2 separate regions of the Lactuca sativa genome follow, and region 2 is linked to region 1. Evidence: chromatin contacts called from public Hi-C data. All regions are on one chromosome and are shown on one strand. The core of a region is the stretch at or near the end of the contact, and the rest is flanking DNA. Distances in the headings are between cores, read along the strand shown. Region 1 holds the start of LOC111896352 (metal transporter Nramp3). Region 2 holds the start of LOC111896363 (probable E3 ubiquitin-protein ligase ARI8).

What was found. Hi-C and Micro-C count contacts between places; a contact is called where the count stands out from the background.
Region 2: a Hi-C map of leaf shows a contact between it and region 1, with 6 times the contacts expected there. The contact joins the promoter of LOC111896363 here to the promoter of LOC111896352 in region 1. A contact is called at or near these places in 3 of 4 Hi-C or Micro-C datasets (leaf and seed).

What each region holds. Positions count from the first base shown.
Region 1 is chr4:354,477,159-354,480,841 of Lsat_Salinas_v11, forward strand. LOC111896352 (metal transporter Nramp3) reads right to left here and starts at 2,379. Exons shown (of 4, transcript XM_023892357.3): 1 at 1,731-2,379; 2 at 1,148-1,284; 3 at 409-1,061. The coding sequence starts at 2,245.
Region 2 is chr4:354,649,963-354,653,418 of Lsat_Salinas_v11, forward strand. LOC111896363 (probable E3 ubiquitin-protein ligase ARI8) reads left to right here and starts at 1,352. Exons shown (of 1, transcript XM_023892368.3): 1 at 1,352-3,456. The coding sequence starts at 1,585. The coding sequence ends at 3,312.

The DNA.
Region 1 (3,683 bases), core at 1,129-3,628:
TAGGTACAAAGCTTTTGAGGTGGCCCATACTACCTATCATATAAGCATCATGTGAGGAGCACAATCCACATTGGAATTATAACTCACACTTCGAGATTCAAAGCCTATGCCATTAATGCCACTTGGACTTTTTTGCAAAAAACAAAAAAGGTTATTCCAAGAGATGGCCCACAATGCTCCGCCCCAAAAAGCATCATGTTATGTGAATCAGGTACACATAGGTCTACTATGACAACATAAGGTATAATGCCTACACATCATGTTATGTGAATCAGGTACACTGGTGACAACATAAGGTAAAATGCCTACACGGAGACTATAATCCACATTGGAATTAAATTTTACATCGATCTTCATAGGATTTCGCCAAAATTTATGTTTACCGTAGCTAGAATTTAAAGTTTGTACCTTTAGAAAACGTCCAATTACGAAAACGCCCATGAGATCCTCTTTAGCCACCAAACACAGCAACGGAATGAGAGCAAAAGGAATTTGAACCGATTGAAGCACATTAAGCCATTCATTAAGACCATCCAAAGTATCCTCAGAACCATCAAAAGTCAAAGCAACAATCAAAGTAGGAACAATAGCACAACTTCTAGTAATCAAAGCCCGGGCCCACTTCTTCAATCTCAAATCAAGAAACCCACCCATAATAAACTGCCCGGCATAGGTGCCCGTAATTGTACTACTCTGCCCGGCTGCCAGCAACCCGACTGCCCAAATATACAAAATCGGCACCACCCCGCCGCCAAATCTTTCTTCAAGAAACTGACCCGCGTTCCCGAGCCCGATTTTATCGGCTATTCCAGTTCCAAAAAAGGCCTTTGCAAATACGGTTGTTACTAAAAGATTTATGAAAAAGGAAATAGCAAGTGCGATAGTGGATTCGATTGAATAGTATCTTAGGGCTTCCCTGACCCGACCCGTTTTTCTTGGGTCAACTTCTCTTGATTGGACGAGTGCGGAATGTAGGAATACGTTGTGAGGCATTATAATGCAACCGACCACTCCTACTGCTTGTTGGATTGTTTTTGAGTTGAGTTTCGGAACCACGATACCTTAGAAAAGGAAATTAAAAGAAAAAACATGAAAATTGAGGGGTTTTTTTTGAAAGAAGATGGAAAAAATGAAAGAAATTTTATACCAATGAGAAGCTCTTTGGCATCGGGTTTCGTTTCACCGAACATCCATGCGAAGGAAATCGCCATTACTGCGATGAGAACTGCGAAAAGGGCCTCTAACTTCCTTACGCCATAGTTTTCAAGAAATAGAAAGATGAAACTGCAATCAAGATCGAAAGAGAAGAAAAGAAATTAATCGAAATAGTGATTTGACAAACCCTAAAACAAACCATCACAAAATGCAAGATAAAGTAGCCATCTTTATTGCACAATTAAGAGCAAGAATCCTAAATCTTCATCCAAAGAACCAATTACGAAAAAACCCCGAAACAAAATCATAATTTGAGGAGCACCCAAATCGAATTTTTTATTTTCTGAAAGATCCCAGAAGCCAAATCTAAAATGACAACCTAGAAAGATGACAATTTTCAAGTTTCAAGAAGCTTTCTTTACTCAAGAACATGGCGTTAAAGAGGCATTACCAAAGAAAAGATTAAATCTTTATTTCTTTGACAATATTTTGGCAAATTCACTTAAATTGAATCACTTGAATTGAATTAAGATACTACCAAATATGAACAAGTTGAAAAAAGGATAAAATTTTACCAATCGAAGGCAGTTATGAGAACACCAGCCCAAAGGGGCAAATACCCATTTGTCAAAATCTTGAGAGCAATTGCACTTCCGATAACTTCTTGAATATCAGCTCCGATCAGAGCAAGCTCCGCCATGATCCACAACAACTTCCCCGCCCAGTTCGGGTACTCCTCCCTACACAGCTCCGCCAAGTGTCTTCCGGTGGCGACACCGAGTCGAGCCGAAAGAAGTTGAACAAGAAGTCCGATAGCAGTCGCCCACAAAAGCAACCATAACAATGAGTACCCTGCAATCGCACCCGCCTGAAGATCACCCTCCAAGTTACCCGGATCCAAGAACGCTATGCTCATTAAGAAACCAGGTCCGGTGAACAGCCATAACTTCCTCCATGAGAACGGCGGCGTTGCGTTGATGTAGTCATCATCGTTGTCATCTACTCCGACGATGTGGATTTTCTCAGTTTGGTCGTAGGAGGTTTCTCGGTCGTCGGAATCGAGTAACTGCTGGTGATGGTCGGAAGGCATGGAGTGGTGGCCGGAGTTGGAAATGGGGGTGGACGATGGGTTATTGGTTCGAGTGTTGGGAGATTCTATTATGGGAGAAGATGTGGTGGGGTTTTATGTGGGTGTGATGGTGGAATTTTATGGTTAACAAACCTAGGCTGAAAACATCGCTTTTATACCGAAAAGTTCTCATTATGATATTCGAACTTTATTATTATTATTATTATTATTATCAAGGTTGTCAAGATCGGGATCCTACCTAGGATCGATTTTGGGTTTGCAAGATCGGGATCGTAAGATCAGGATCGAGATCCTAAGATCCCACAAAATAGAATATAATTTTAATTTATAATATTTAATCATGAAAACTATTTCAAACATTTAGTTTTTCATTGAAAAGTTATAAAAACTTCAAAATATTAGTCATAAGTCACAATAAAAAAATGATAAATGGTAGATTGGTAAAGGATAAAAGACATAAAGTGGTAAAAAAAATTTCATTTGCAAAAAAAAAAAAAAAAAAAAAAAAAAAAAAAAAAAAAATCAAAGGAAGGTAGGATCGGATCGGATCTCGATCCTACGATCCTACCTACGATCTTACGATCTTACCTGCGATCCTACTCCAAATACGATCCTTTTACGATCCGGATCGTTTTTCATACCTAGGATCGTAGGATCGTACGATCCTACGATCAGGATCGCGATTTTGACAACTATGATTATTATTATTATTATTATTATTATTATTATTATATTATATGTATAAAATAATGAAAAAAGGAATAATTAATTATAAAACTAATTATCACATTTTTAATTCTAACATAAATTCTCACAAATCCTGATTGAATGCGGTTTATCCAAACGTAAAAATTAATTATCACAGTTTTTATTTGTAATTTTTAACCTACATATCTATACCTTTTGAAAGTTTTTGTATAAACAATTTTTTGTTTAAAATAAAAAGCTTTGAACCTATAACTCCAAACGATTTTTTTTTAATTGGCGTTTTTTCTGGAAAAAAAACTTTCAAAAGCTAGTTAACAAACTTATAAAACATTACAACAAATGTGATGATTTTGTTTGGGATGAGCTTTTACACTTCTACACCAAATCTAATGGTGTAATGTTAACATTGGGATGATTTTAGTGATATAAAAATCAATTCCGGGTGTTAACAACAACAAACTTTTGAAATCTTTGGAGAGTTTTCAACTTGGACACATGTTACAATTATTATATTTCATGACACATGCTTTTGCCACGGATTGAATTATTATGAAAGGAAAAAAATTTACAAAATGTTCATGAATTGCTATGTTTTTTGTATGTTTCTTAACGAGAATTTACTTGACTCGTGACATAACATATTTGTTGGGATTTATTCGAAAATATTTTGATTAAATAGTTACAACTAAGAGATTAGCAACGAAAACATTTTAAAATTTGAATAAACTTA
Region 2 (3,456 bases), core at 102-2,601, 170 kb after region 1:
TTGCAAATGGCCATATCTTAGACATCGATGTTGATGATTTATCTAACGAACTCAAATTGTTAAAAATAAATATTTACCAGATGAAGATAATATAGCTAATGGAATACTAAATCTTTTAAAAATGATAAACACTTATCCAGTTTCTTATCTATCATACATAATATTGTTGATTGTTCCCATTACAGTTGCATAATTGGAAAGAAGTTGTTCAAAATTAAAACTTTTAAAATCTTATTTACAATCGACCATGTCTCAAAAGATATTAAACACTTTAGCTTTAATTTAAGTTGAAACATATTTCTTGATAATATTGATTATGAAAGTGTAATAGATGAACTTGCTTCTAAAAATACTAGAATATCGATGTTTAGAAAATAGCAATCCACTGACTTTTTTTTTTTTTTGAAAATTTCTTGTAACAGTTACAACTTATTATTAATGAGTGAAAATATAATATTGTGTTAGTAAATTTACAATATGTTTGCTAGCAAATTTAATTTTTAAATTTAGTGATAGCAAAATTATTTAATAATATTTTACAAATAAATAAATAAAATATGGGGTCTCATTTTGATTTTCGCACATCATAAGCCATCATAACCCAATAGAGAAATGCTACAACATCTAATGACCACAAAAGGAAACACTAGGCAAGATATAATTATTGGGGGTTATCTTGGGGTTACACTCCTTGTAACCGACAATTAAGTTAGGTGTGTATATGCAAGAGTGTATGGGAGCTTTTGAGATAATTAAATAGTGTTTGTGACCATGTATGATTTATGTGCTTCTATCATGTGTGTGTGTTTTGCAGGTAATCGTGGTGGTGTACGATCTATGCTGGAAGACGGGGATGTTTTGGGCGTTCATGTTCTGTCTTGGGATCGATGTTAATTACTCAGATCTGCCTCAACTTTGTTTATCTTTTCCAACTCGATTATTAATGAAGTTTGTCGGAGTGAGAGCCTTATTTGTATAGTACACTACTAGTATATATATTGACAAAATCTTGAAATGATTGATGGTGAAAGATTTCATATGTGAAACCTTACCAATACAAAATAAGATAGTCCTAAGTAAATATCGTTGTCCGACCATAGCCGATGAGGTCAAATTTATGATGTAATCGTTACGATTATTTCATAAAATGCATAATGTATGCGATGTCATGCACTACAACATATGTCTCTTATGCATTTGAACATGACTACTAGATGTCAACATAATCCACATGAATGTTCGAGTACAATTTAATAATAAAATAATTTTTCCAATAATTTGTTATACTTTTACTATATTAATCGAGACCAATTTTACAACATATATACCATTCAGTTTTGGGCCACTTGGCCCAAAAATCGAAGTTACATCAAACCTTAAAAGTTAAAAGTCTTGGTCTTCACTTTCTCCGATAAATTCTGTAAATTAACCTCCAAGAATCCCCAATTATTTCGCTATCTTCGTCACTCGAACACTCCTTCTTAAACCCTAAATTCTCCTGATCAATCTCAACTCGATCGATTCCGATCGCCCTCAATTTTAGTATAAACTAATTATTTATTTACAATTTCATCGTTTTCCTCCATGCAACCCATGGATTCCGACCTTGATCCTGCTCTTTTGCGATATGCATCCCCTGTTTTTTCTGATGATGAAGATTACTTCGATGATGACTATACTGGCGACGATTATAACGATGGTGATGATGGCATTGATGTAGATGATGGAGCCGATGATTCCAATGTTCTGATCAATAGCGTAAGTTGTACTAGCAAGAAAAGCTATGTGATACTGAAAGAAGAGGACCTCTTTCAGCGTCAAGAAGAAGACATCACTAGGGTTATCGCGGTTCTACCGATGATCCCGAGAGATACTGCGTGCCTGCTGTTGCTGCGTTATAATTGGATTGTGAATAGTGTTCACGAAGCTTGGTTTGAAGACGAAGATAAAGTTCGCAGATTTGTTGGTTTACCGGACGTTGATCCGGCTATTAAGTTCCCTCAATCAGGTAAAGAATTTGTCGATTGTGGGATTTGTTTTGAATCGATTAGAAAGCGTAACACTGCGACATGTGGATGCGATCATCAATTCTGTAAGACGTGTTGGACGGCTTACGTTTGCACCGCCATCGACGACGGCCCTGGATGCTTAACTCTAAAGTGTCCCGAACCTTCTTGTGACGCTGCTGTTGGTCCGGACATGGTCAAAGCGTTGGCTCCGGCGAACAAAAAGAAAAGATACGCCCGTTTTCTTCTCATGTCTTATGTCGAGAGCAACGAGAAGATCAAATGGTGCACTGGTCCAGGCTGCGATTACGCTGTAGAATTCAACGATGATTCCGAAACTGGTAACTACGATGTTTCTTGTCTCTGTAAGCATACTTTCTGCTGGAAGTGTATGGAAGACGCTCATCGTCCTCTAGGTTGTGAAACCGTAGCTAAATGGGTTCTCAAAAACAGCACCGAAGCTGAAAACACAAACTGGATCCTCGCATACACAAAGCCATGTCCGAAATGCAAACGATCAATTGAAAAGAACCATGGTTGTATGCACATGACTTGCAGACCTCCATGTGGATTCGAGTTCTGTTGGCTATGTCTTGGCCCATATGTAGGACACGATGGAAGAGCATGCAATCGATATACGAAATCCCAAGAAGGTGGACTAATTCCCGAATCTGAACGACAAAGAGAGTTAGCTAAAAAAGCAATAGAAAGATACACACATTACTACGAACGATGGGCTGCAAATGAAAAATCAAGAAAACAAGCACTTTCAGACATGCATAGAATCGATGAAATCCATATCAAAACACTGAGCTTGAATTTCTGTCAACCAGAATCACAACTACATTTCATCATAGACGCGTGGTTACAAATAGTGGAATGTAGACGAGTTCTTAAATGGACATACGCATATGGATACTACATACCCAAAGAAGAAGAAGCAAAGAAATCTTTTTTTGAATACGTACAAGGAGAAGCAGAATCCGGATTAGAAAGACTCCATCTTTGTGCAGAAAAGGAGCTTCAAAGTTACATTACAAAGGAAGGAGATGAAAAGGAAAAACCCAGTGAAGAACAGTTTAGTAATTTCAGAGTGAAGTTGGTTGATTTGACTATTGTGACTCGATCTTATTTTGAGAATTTGGTGAGGGCTTTACAGAGTGGGCTTTCGGAGGTTGGTAATAGTGGAAGTGGTTCGGACCAGGGTGCAGCAGGTGGTTCCAAGGGTCGAACCAGGGGGAGCACTGGTGCTGATGGTTCCAAGAGGATGAAGATCACGATGTCGAGTGGTGATTATGATTTGTGAAAAGTTTTAAGATTTGATTATGTTTGGGAATGTTTGATAGATTTGAATTGTATGCACAGGTATTTTGGTATAGTTTCTTTCATAAAATCGCTTAAACTTTATATAAGCTTTCCTTCTAAATTATAAAACGTTTACTTTTGTGGA